Regions from separate parts of the Muntiacus reevesi genome. Here region 1 is linked to region 2. A link is a contact called in public Hi-C data. All regions are on one chromosome and are shown on one strand. Each heading gives the region's core, a stretch centred on a gene start, on an enhancer-like site or on the middle of the called end of the contact. The rest is flanking DNA. Distances are from core to core; before and after follow the strand shown.

What was found. Hi-C and Micro-C count contacts between places; a contact is called where the count stands out from the background.
Region 1: a Hi-C map of muscle shows a contact between it and region 2, with 12 times the contacts expected there. The contact joins the promoter of PDS5A here to the promoter of UBE2K in region 2. A contact is called at or near these places in 2 of 3 Hi-C or Micro-C datasets (blood and muscle).

What each region holds. Positions count from the first base shown.
Region 1 is chr16:55,410,320-55,416,064 of mMunRee1.1, reverse strand. PDS5A (PDS5 cohesin associated factor A) reads left to right here and starts at 1,619. Exons shown (of 33, transcript XM_065907581.1): 1 at 1,619-1,992; 2 at 2,851-3,028. The coding sequence starts at 2,891.
Region 2 is chr16:55,190,046-55,196,400 of mMunRee1.1, reverse strand. UBE2K (ubiquitin conjugating enzyme E2 K) reads right to left here and starts at 4,545. Exons shown (of 7, transcript XM_065907254.1): 1 at 4,301-4,545. The coding sequence starts at 4,363. SMIM14 (small integral membrane protein 14) reads left to right here and starts at 4,840. Exons shown (of 5, transcript XM_065907489.1): 1 at 4,840-5,066. The coding sequence starts at 4,919.

The DNA of each region.
Region 1 (5,745 bases), core at 370-2,869, 220 kb before region 2:
GATCTTTGTTCTTTCCCACTACAGATTTTATTCTCAGTGCTCAAAACAATGCCTTGTATAGTAGGCCCTCTTCACATAATTGTTCACAAATGAATGTATCACTTCTCATTTACTGTAAGTGGGAATGTTTTTTAAAAAGGAATTAAAAACAGAAATTTCAGAATTCCTATAATTTAGAATTTACAAGTTCAACCTATTGATGTGTTACGATCCTTAGGGCTTACTATCTTTTGAGTGTTTATAAAATCAAACATTATTAACGAAGTAGGTAGTTAAAATTACAATTTTATGGATATATACAAAACTCCATTTAGTAATGGGTAAATTAATAATGGCAAGAATGAAAATAAAAAGTCCCTCTTTATTTAAATGTAACAGATTTTTTAAAATCATATGTGAGAGAAAGAGCCTAAAAACAGTGTAGGTTTTGGTCAGTTTAATAGTTTGGATGAAGTTTCTTAATGAATTCTGCCTGCTACTCTAAATGTTCTGAGTTTTGGGCAGAGTTCTAGCAAATCAGCAACTGTGGTGTGTTAGATTCTGAGATAATTGCTTCCTTGTATATTACTTGAAAAACAGTTCAGTGAGGGCAGCCCCTATAATATTTTTAAGATCAAACAAAGGATGTGGAAAAGATCAATTAATATCCATCAAGAATTTAAATAATCAAATATCATTTTAAACTACAGTAGCGATCAGTTTCAAGAGCTGCAGACTATTTCAAATTATTTTCTCTTTTTAACTTCATCTTTGGAAATTATATATGTGCTCCCGAGGTTCATTTGGTTCAGCTTTTTATTTTAAACTGCTCAAACACCACTGCATCGGGTTTTCCTTTGGATGAACGAAAAACCTATCCTTTGGTATATTTAAAAAAAAATTTTTTTAACGAGTTACTCCATATTCACAAGACCTATGTATCGAATTTGTAAACATGCTTATTTCTGAAGTCCAGTCTCAGAAATCCTGATTTTCTAGGTTCGGGAGTGCAGTCCAGAAAATTTCGTCTATTCTTTGAGAACTACTGGACTCAATGCAGTTTTCATATTTTGCAGTTTTCAAAATATTAATTTTAGACATCTAAAGAGGAGAGGGCAAACTCTGGAGGCTGTCAAAAGAAACAGGAATGAGCAGCACACGTTGTGCCATGTTGCAAAACTTTTCCTCAGGTTGCAGATCTTCTGTCCCTAGGGAGGAAATCAGTTCGTTATCACCGACTAATTAACCATTTTTCAACCATGTCCATCCACGTCGTTTAGGATGAACCCCAAAAGTCATGAACTCATCTCCGCGGCAAACACTGAAGAAACTCCGTTCGTGCAACTTGGCCCCAAAAGGCCGCGGGCGCCGGGTCGCTTCCCGCCAGCCAGGCTCCTCCTCTGCTCGCCTTCTGGGTCCGGTCCTCCCGAAGGCGCTCGGAGCGGCAGGTCTTGGCGCCAACCGGGTGGCGGCGCTGTTTGCTCCGCGCGCGCCGCTCGAGGCCCGAGGGAGGCGGAGGCAAGGCCGGCGGAGGAAGGGGCGGGGGCGAGGCGCGCGCCCTGCTCTCGCGTGCTCTCGCGCCGCTCGCGTGACCGGCCGCTGTGTGCGAGAGGCGCCGGCTGCCGGGAGCACGGGCGGCAGCGCGCGCCGCTGCGAGGGGCGTCCGGGTCCGGCTCGCGGACCCGGCCGGCGCGAGGTGCGGGCGGGCGGGCAGCCGGGGTCCGGGGCGGACACACGCGCACACGCTCCCGGAGGAGCCTCCTCCGAGGCTGCTCTTCCTCTGCCTGACGGAGAGCGGCAGTGTCTCCCCGCCCAGCTCTCACTCGCCCCGCGTCTCCCCCCGCGGCGACTGCTCCTCCTCGGCACCGCCAGCCCCAGCGCCGCTCCGGGGCGGGCGGCGGCGGCGGCGGGACCCGCGGAGCCGCTTTGTGTGCAGCCCGGAGAGGGGCGGCGGCGCAACCACCTGACAGAGGCCCGGGCGCTCGATGCACCTTCCGCCCGCATGAGGAGGAGGTAAAGGCGGCGGCGGCTCGGCTCCCGCCCTCGGCTGGGGAGGGAGGGGACGGAAGGGGAGACCGGGGGTGGGGGGGGCGCGGGACGGAGGCCCGGCGGGGCTGCCCGGAGGTGCCGGTGAGGCCTCGGCGGCTCCGGACTGCGCCGAGTGGCCGGGGGCGAGAGGAGCCGCCGGGGTCCCTGAGCCGAAGTTGAAGGAACAAAATGTGAAGTGCGGAGCCGCGTCAGCCGCTTCCTGGCTCGGGGTTCGGGGCGGAGGGCAGCTTGTTTTCTCCTCCCGCGGGGGTGAGGGACCGGGACACGGGAGGGGCGGGAGCGTGGCGGGGACACCGGGGGTCCCGAAGCTTTGCCCGGCAAGGGCGTAGGTTCCCGGGAGCCGCCGCTGCGTGTGGGTCCCGTTGGGTCCCTAGTTTTGCGGCCTAAGCCGAGCCCTATAGGCCTCGCGTCTCCTTTCCCGGAGGGGACCGGCCGGGCGGGCATTCGAGGCTTCTCTCTGACCGAGCCGGGGCCTCAGGGGCCTCGCTGGGCTCTCGAGGCCTCCAAACTTCGGACCTCGGTGCTTGGGGGTGGGATTTCATTGTGAAAGGGGGAACGGGAAACTCCTGGCGCTGCTCGGCGCTTCCCGCGGCCGCCGGTGCCAGGGAGCCGGGAGGGCCCGGGGTCTGCGGGGCCCGCGTGGGTGGGGGCGGCGAGGCGGCCACCAGGCTCCAAGCCCCGGGGAGGAGCGGGGAGGGAGGCCGCCGCCGAGCCCCCGGCCTCCCTGGAGAAAGGACCCTCTGCAGATTAGGGTTTTTGAAATGAAAAAAGAGGTTACAAAGTCGCCCCTTTCCCGCTGAACTTTTGTTTTCTGACCGATAGAGGCCGGTAGAGGACCGTGAAGGAAAAGTTGTCCCCCAGGATGGACTTCACCGCTCAGCCCAAGCCTGCCACGGCCCTCTGCGGCGTCGTGAGTGCCGACGGGAAGATCGCTTACCCTCCGGGGGTGAAGGAGATCACCGACAAGATCACCACGGACGAAATGATCAAACGACTGAAGGTAAGTTTCTCCGGACAGAATGTTCACACCGCAGACGTTTGTGGTAGGAGGTGCTCTCTCCAGGGGTATTACTGCTCTGCTGGGCCTGGCCTTAAGTTTCAGCTACCAGGCTTTTTTCTTTTTTTTTTTAAGATATTTTACGTCTTTTCTTTTACCCCCTTCTGAAAGGTATCGTTCTGTCTTGGCTTTATCTTAAAATAGTAATGTCTGTTAAGGGCATAATCATTATGGGAAATTAAAAGAGTATGTATGTGATATTTTTTAATTCTACTTTTTTTCCTCTAAGTATAAAAATTGGAGTATTTTTTAAGCTTTTTTTTTTTTTTTGTCTAGAAATATTTTTGAGAATACTATTCAAAGTAGCTTCCAGCTTTAAAGGTAGGCAATAATTTGCCTAGGAAGGTTTTCGTCAGCTTCTAGGAGACTGGTTTAAGTGCAAAATGCATTTTAAAAATTATCACAATTTTCTGATATCCAAAAACTTAAATATGTAAATAGTATGATTAAACTTTAACAGAAAGTACTGACTTTTCAAAATTCAGGCTTGAAGTAGAGTGATGACTTATGTCCACATGTTCAAAGGGGTTTTAAGGGACAGTGATTATGGCTTATTTTATAAGGGGTCAGCTTATTTTTAAACATGGTGGGCCTAATGTGAAGGTTGTAAGTTTCAGCCTTTAGGTAAGTTAATTTTTTGTTTTCTGTTGCATGGTTATAGATTGTGGCCACAGCCTCACAAAGTAAGTGTTACTCTTATTAAGGGATCAGCTTGATGCAGTAGTTCTCAACCATGGCATCTTTGACTCCTAAGGAACATTTGGCAGTGCTGAAGACTTTTTTTTTTTTTTTTTTGGTCACCATTGGGGGTTGGATTGGAATAGGGGAAGACGAGACAGGGAGTCCAGCTAGGAGACTCTTAAACTGTAGTCTAGGTCAGAGATGTTGAAATCATGAAGTAGGGCTGTGATAGTGGTAAGAGAGAGATAGGGAACAATCCAAGAGATATTTCAGAGTTTTACTAATCAGTTAGAGCGTGTGGAAGGTGAGGAAAGTAACAATATTGACGCCTTGCCAGTCTTCCCCTTGGGCAACTTGTTGAAATGCATTTTAGAAAATAATCTTGCCCCTTTGCTGTTAGAGCTTAGTATAGTGCCTGGTAAATGTTAACAGTGTTGTGAGTGATTAGTATTTAAAAGTGCTCCTGTAGTTTGTTTTTAAAAATATAGTTGGATCCTACAATTTGCTGCCCATTTGGAAGGAATAGGACACGATACCTTCCATCAAAATAGATCTTGATACTAAAGACTGTACATGAAGTGGGGTGCTTAATTGATGCTTCTTAAGGTTGTACTATTATTATTTTAAATTTTTGAAATGCTGAAATATGACTTATGAAATATAAATTAAGTAAAATTGTAGATCTTTCTATTATTTTCATATTAAGAATATGGAAACCTGAATTCTGGTGATGGATAATCTGGTTTTTAAAAAGTTATGATTGTATATACATCTTCTATTTGAAAGTAGATTAAATGTCAGAAGTATTTTTTAACTAAATTGACAGTCTAGAATGAGCATATGGTTAGAATATTCATTTATTATGAGTTCTTTTGGAAGTTGAATTTAATATTAATCAATTAATCAATTTGAATGTCCTATTGCTAAAATGTTGGTTTTTCAAGAATTCTTATGATTTTGTTGTCTTCCTGCCTTGTAAGGTGATTTTGACTATGTACTTTTTAGGAAGGAGCTATGCTTACCACCATACCACCAATTCACGCGGTACTTTTTAGGGATCCATGTTTAGTTAAACTATTACTGTCTTATTAGTATAGATTTTTAATAATATATAACTATATTTTTGATAATTTTTGTGTTGTCTGTGAGTAACTTGTATAAATTCAGTAGTTTATTATTATTATAGCAACAGTGTTCAGTATTGTGAGGAGGAGGGCTTAAAGGCTAGTAAAACCCTGGTCAGTATAATTCAGAGATGTTTGGTCCATATTCTTCAGTTTTCAAGAATGGAACAAGCATTTTCCTTTTAGAAGGATCCCAAAAGAAATTCCAGAACTCCTTTTATCTCCTAGATAATAAAAGCTAGACCTAAAGTGGCCAACTAGCATTTACCAAGATCAGTCATGGGACTGGTTAGTGGCAGAGCCAGGGCAATAGCATCGTGTGTCTTTTTATTCTTATGGCTGCTTTCTTCTAAGGAATCTAAAGGAAGTTGATCAAGGAAGCTGTCATTTTTATCATGCAGTGGGAAACAGTAAAGTGAAAAGGGGAAGGGAATCAATGAGAGTTAACTTGGTCTTTTGCAGGGAAATATAGGACAGGATTTTGTGTTCTTAACATTAGAGAGAAACTATTGTGATGCTTTCAAGGTGTCTTGAAAGTAATTCTTAGAGTATGTCTTTGAAAAAGCTAAAACATACTTTTGTATTTTAGAAGTTTTCATTTCTATTTCCAAGGAACTGCTGTTTTTACATCTAGTTAACACTGCCATTCTGTCGGTTCCTTAAACGTGCCATGTTCATTTCTGCCGAGACAGATTTTACATTATGTAACCCATATACGTACTCTTCCTCCCGTTTCATGAAGGGAAGTCTCTTAGATTTCCTGTTATATACTCTTTTAATTCCTTCATGTCACTTGTTACAGATGTGGTATTACATTTATGCTTGTGTTTATTTGGTCTGTGTCCCCAACTTCTC
Region 2 (6,355 bases), core at 3,296-5,795:
CTTTAAACTAGAAAGGAAAAAGTTTAAAAGAAAAGGATAATAATTAATTGATAAACCAGGGGCAAAGTCTTAAAAACAGAACACTCAAAGCTAGTGGTAGTCATGCTATATTAATTTTTTGTACCGTTACTGTCCATTCATCTTTTAGATGAATTATACTACAAACTCTATATAGTTAACCGTCTTAAATGTTCTTCTAAAGAGTTCTGTCTACAGCAGTGGTTCTCGACATTTGACAAGTATGGAGACATTTGTAGCTGATACAACGGCAGGGACCTGGTCGGGAGGTGGGAGAAGATTGCCGGTGCTATTGGCATCCAGTGCTCTTAGTCAGCGCTAGTGCTGAACATCCTACAACGCACAGGAGAACCACCCACAACAAAGGAGTCATCACCTGTCCTACATGTCAACAGTGCCAAGGCCGAGAAACCATAGTCAACAGAAATTAAAAGACTTCCCATTGAAGATTTGTAACTAGTTCTATACAGAATAGTCAAGTAAAGATTTATAACTAGTTCTATACAGAATAGTCAAGTATATAAAATTTAAAATGACAACAAGTACAAAAATCCATTTAAATACCTAAGGGAAATTTATACAATAGTAGTTTTCATGAAACCAATTTGTTAATGCCACATATTTAAATATTCCCTATGAGAATCCTAGAAAATCTTAGCAAAATGCAGTTACAATATGAAAAAAACTACAGGTACCATACAGGAAGAGAACAAACAAGGGTATGTGGACTGATTTACGGGCATTTTACTTCAGTGAACTTCAAATTTAAAAATATTCTGCATACTGAAATGTAAGCAAACCTTTAATTACAGGCAATGCTTAATGTTTAAACAATTAAATTAGGCTGCATTTAAATCTTTTAATCAGTAATACGAACCAGGTTCAATTATTTTTAAATAATTAAAAGTATACCTACACTTGACAAGTCAGAAGAGCATGGTACAATATAAACACCAGCAAACTTAGATCTAAATCCCAACGGTGCATGTTTGCAGACAAATAATTTAACTTCTCTGAATCTCAATGTTCTCATCTAAGAAATAAAAAATCTCATTCAAGGACCTGTTCTTGAGAATTAGCAGTAATGTATATAAACAGATGGAGCTGCTAGTTCCTTCACAAATGATGGTTGTTAACACCAGTAACAATTTATAGTAAATAACAATATAACCTATGAGTACAGATCATAGCTTTACTCTGTCCTCATAAGCTACAATTCACTTATGTAATTCAACTAAAAAAACACCTATTAAGTGTACTTTAAATCAATTTTCTATTCCTTGCAACTTTGAAATATTACTTAAACCTACACAGATTTAAATAAATTAATATCTCAGACAAGTGACAGATTGCCAAACACAGTCTCATGGAAAAAAGGCCTACATGGTTTATTTATTTTTAGTAAATAACATATTAGCATGACTCAAAATTCAAAAGGACTCTTTTGATGCCTGTTGCCTCAGACATCCAATTCTCCTACAGAGAAACAATGTTACCAAGTTCTCATTCATCCTTTCACCTATCCAAATACACATACTCCCCTACTTCTGACACTAATGGTGGCCTCCTCTCACTATTCTGATTCTACCCTGTACTTTTCACATTTAATTTATCTTGAGGCTGTATTTTAATTAACAACACACTCCAACAGTGGCCATTGACAACTTCTTACCGCCAGATGTAAACTATCTTTACAAAGACACTTAAAAGGGGGGAGGGGGAACCCTTAAAATCAACTGAGATTCTTAGTAAACACAAAAATATGAAATAAACTTCAGTAAAATGAAGATTTACATAGATGACGTGAGGAAATACTTGACTATTACACCAGCCACTCAAATACTGCATTTACATACACAAAAAGGAAACATGCGGATTGTACTTCAATGCACTGAAAATAATCAACAGGGAATTCCTTGGTGGTCCAGTGGCTAAGACTCTGCGCTCCTGATACAGGGTGGCTGGGTTCGATCCCTGGTTAGGGAACTAGATCCCACATGCCACAGCTAAGACTCTATGCAGCCAAATAAATAAAAATAAATGTTTAAAAAAAAAAAAATCAACAGAATCCACCTATAGAATTGGACTTGTTAAGTATCAATGAAATAAAATACATTGGTGAAAATGAAGCTATTTATTGGTTATATTTTCCAATATTAAATTATCTGACGCTTTCCTAAATGTTCTTTCTGGAAGAAGTTTCATTCCAGATTTATAAAGGCATTGTTCTTAAAAAAATAATTTTCCTGTTTGGATTTTGTTTTCTTCCTCTGAAACACTATGTCACTTACTTGAAACAAGGTTTCATCATTGCTTATATATAAAAAGCTGTATTATTTTAACAATATGCATTACTAGAGCAATACAAGATTTCCTTTAAACTTCAAGTACTAAGAATATCATGGTGAAAAGCCACCTCACATAATGCAGACACCATACAAATTATGAGAGCAGTGACCACTTTTAAGTAATAGAAAATAAAGCATTAAAGTCTTATATTAAGTTTCAGGCTTGTGCAACTATATTAAAGAAGAAATGTTCTAGGCTACTGGCAGTAATATTAGCTGCAAACTTTCATTAGGAAGATATATGTCAAGTATCCTGGAAAATATTTTCTTACTAAAGAAAAATTTAGAATCACTGTCTCACTATGTATCACAGTGCAGGTATTTATGATTCTTTTTCTGCACTATACCACAAAAACACAAAGTCATCCTTCCATTCAGAGTTTTGGCACTTGAACAAATACAGAGGTCAGAGTTCATACACATGCTCTGTAAAACTAATCATTACTTATATATTATTATATTCAATAAATCTGCTAGGATTTGGCATTTTTAAACAATTTTAAAGAATCTTCTCCACGTCTAACTGTAAAGATACACAATCACTTCAGATTCAGTGGCACAAATAAAGTTCAAGTGCTTGCTATCAGACTAGTCAATAACTCATCACATACTTAGAGTGCTGAATTTCACAAATCTTTGAGATCATTAAAGTACCAACGTAAGAGAAAAACACAAATAACAATAATATATTCGATAATGATAATGTGACATCTTGAAAATAACCATTCAGTATTTTTAATCTTTGTTGAGTCCAAGGAGGAAAAACAAACTAACATTCTCGTTGATTTTGGGTGTGAAAACCTAACTGTACTATACTTTCATAATTTTGAGTCAAATTACCAAAACATTTAAAATACATTAACAAATGTGGCCAATATCAGCCAATCTAAAATTTCTACAGGACTCAAGAGTAGCTTGAAACAAAAACATTTTTAATCATTTCAGATATATGTTGGGATAAACCTACTTAATAAGGAAACATAACAATGTATTAATCTGAAATCTCATGTTTTTAAGCAGGGCAGTTTTTCAAAAGTAAGAATTAACTATGGGGACATCATAATGAAGTTTCATGGCACAACACAAGTGTCACAAAGGCATTGTCTTAGGACAGACCCTCTCATCTGTAACTTGTAAACAGTATTTTGAAATAAGCTACTCATACACTCCACAATTTTTTCCTAATCCTAGCTAAAAATATTTAAACGTCTTTAATATACCGAACCTGCTTTTACCCAGTCAAAAAGCCTCAGATGTCAATCGAAAAAGAGGCCTAGAATGTCGGAGTAAGTGGAAATGAGAGATAATGGTCTAATACGGAATTAATTTTCTATCTCAGGTGAAAATTCCCTTATCGCCCACTCAAATAAGCTAGTACCCCATTATGCCTTCTCATTTCTCCCAACACCCCACCGAGACGGAGTTAACTCCGAACGTCCTTCTTTCATCAATCACTCCTTCCGTAGGAAAGGACGGTGGCAGCCAGACCGGCTATAACCCAGAATACCCTGAAAAGTGTGGGCCTTCGAGCAGCGCGGCTCTCCGGATCCAGTTACCACCTTTCCCCTTCCCCCAACCCACTTCCCGGGTTTTCTCAGGCTCGGCCTGCTACCTCCCCACCCTGGTCACACTTCCAGCTGCTGCCACTGCCGTGGGGCGCTCTCTGGAGCTCACGCCCGCCGATAAGCGCCCTTTCTCCATCTGCCCCCGAAACCTTGTTCCTCCCCAGAGCCCCCGCCCGCGAGACCGTCCACCCCAGGGCCCGGGGAGGGGAGGGGAGGGGAAGGCGGCGGGAGGAGGGGAGACGGCTGCTTCCCCACAGGCGGAGGGCGGCCGCCGAGCAGGCCAGCGGGGGTTACGGGGGTGTCGGGACTGCCGCCGGAAGGGCCCTCCCGCCCGGGCTGAGTGGGGACGTCCGGGAGCTCATTTCTGACCTCCTCGCTCTTCAGCACCTCCTTGAACTCTCGCTTGATTCGCTGCACCGCGATGTTGGCCATGTCTCCGCCCGCAGCTGATTCGTACCCGCCTCCTCCGCCACCGCTACGACCGCCGCCGCCGCCGCCACCTCTTCCTCCACCGCCTCCTCCGCCGGCGATTCACACCCGGGCGCACGGACGCTGCCACTGCCAGCCCGGCCGCCGCGCTATCTCCAGTGTGGAATCACCTCCGCGCCCGGCCACCAAAATGGCGCCGGGTCCGCGCATGCGCACGACGCCGACCCGGCCGGGCGGCGCAGCCGCTCCCGGTGCAGCCCCATACGCCTCAGCCGCGAACCTGCGCCGCGCCGTGCGGCGCGTCTCCGCCTGAGCTGCGGCCGCGTGGCTCCGCCCCGCCGACGTCTGGGGCCAGGCGGGTGCGGCCTCCGTGCGGGCCGGGGCTTCCCGGGCCTCACGGGTCGTCTCCGGCGCCTCCGCCCCTGTACGAACGGAGCTGGTACGGGGGAGGCTTCCAGACCTTCGCCTCTAACCGAAGGTTCGAGTCCAGCCTGACGGGCTCGCGCGGCCCCCTCTGGGCTTAGAGCGTCGCCCTGACTCAGCCGGACCACGGGCTTGATGTATCCGGCTGTGTCTAGTGTCGGAACACACTGTCCGGGAACCCGGTCTGGCCCATTTTCTCTTGGTTCTGAAAAGCCACTGCGGTTCGTTTTTGCCCTGCAGCCGTTACGGTTCTGTTACTGCAGACCTCCCAGGATCTTTCCAGGTACAACAAATCATTGCATTAAGTGTGGTCGTTGTGTCTCAGCTGTAGTTGAGACCGGGTCTCAGTGGAGATGCCTGAGATGGGTTTAGAAGCCAGATGTTGATCTTTGGCCTACTTAAGATAATTAATAACAAGCCGTGGAACGAAAACCATAGCTTTAAAGTTTGAATGCACATGAGGATCCCTGGAGAGCTTAAGAAAAAACAAAAAAGAGTGTAAGGTGGGCCTAATTTGCATTTTTAGCAAGTTCTCAGGTGCTGCTGCTCGTGCTGTTGGTTCAGATTCCACAGTATGAGAACCACTGAACTAAGATATGCGAAAATAGTTTATGTTAAAGGGAAAACTAGAGAAACCTATGCTTCTTGGGGAGGAAGGACAGCGTTACTTCTGTAGGCCTAGAGTGTACAACAGTGGCTGGTGCTAGTAGGCACTCAATGAATATTGAATGAATAAATGAGCAAACAGTAAATGTTTTAAGCGGGAAGTAAGTTTGAAAGGCAGTTTAAAAGTGATTTCTAGGGCTGCCAGTAATATGGTTTTGATACTAAGGGATGCTTTGAGTAGAAAACATTTTGTAATAAATAATATTTATTTAGAAGTTTATATTTCATGCACTTCTTTCACCTAACTAATCAGTAAAGCGTCCTGTTAGGAAAATATTACAAATACACCATCTTAGCAAAAATTACTAAAATTGTGGCAGTAAAAAAAAAAAAATAAGCCCCTGGGTATGAGTCATTCAGTGGAGGCACATGGCAAAAAAAGAATTTCTTGAACTCCTGCCGCAGGAACCAAGAGGGGATTTTAAATTCCAGCCCTCTTCCATACCAGCTCTCTCTCTTTCAACCTTGATTTCCTCTTCTGCAAAATAAGGAAGCTGGATGAGCTGATCTCTTCCAAGTTTTAAGAGTTTAGAATTCTAAAGCATCATCTGGAAACATTGCCCTGAACGGAAGAACTATGAAAAACCCTTCCAGCAGAGCCCCCTAGTGGTCCTAAGGCGAACTAACTATACATGTGGGTCATGGCCCAATAAAATATGGTATAATGTAGAAGTCTTGCAATGCTGTGTGTATTTGTGCCAGTACATTAAAAATAATTATTTCAATGTGTGAAAAAACTTTTTGAATACTTTACCTTTATCACTTCATTCAGTCCCCAATATTCATCTTGGCGGTTCAAAGAAATTTAAAACACTCAAATCACAGAACTAATTAGAAAGGTATGCTAATTTCTTTGGGAAGAGAAGTTTGGTAATTTTTAAATGCACATAATCACTGGCCCTGAAA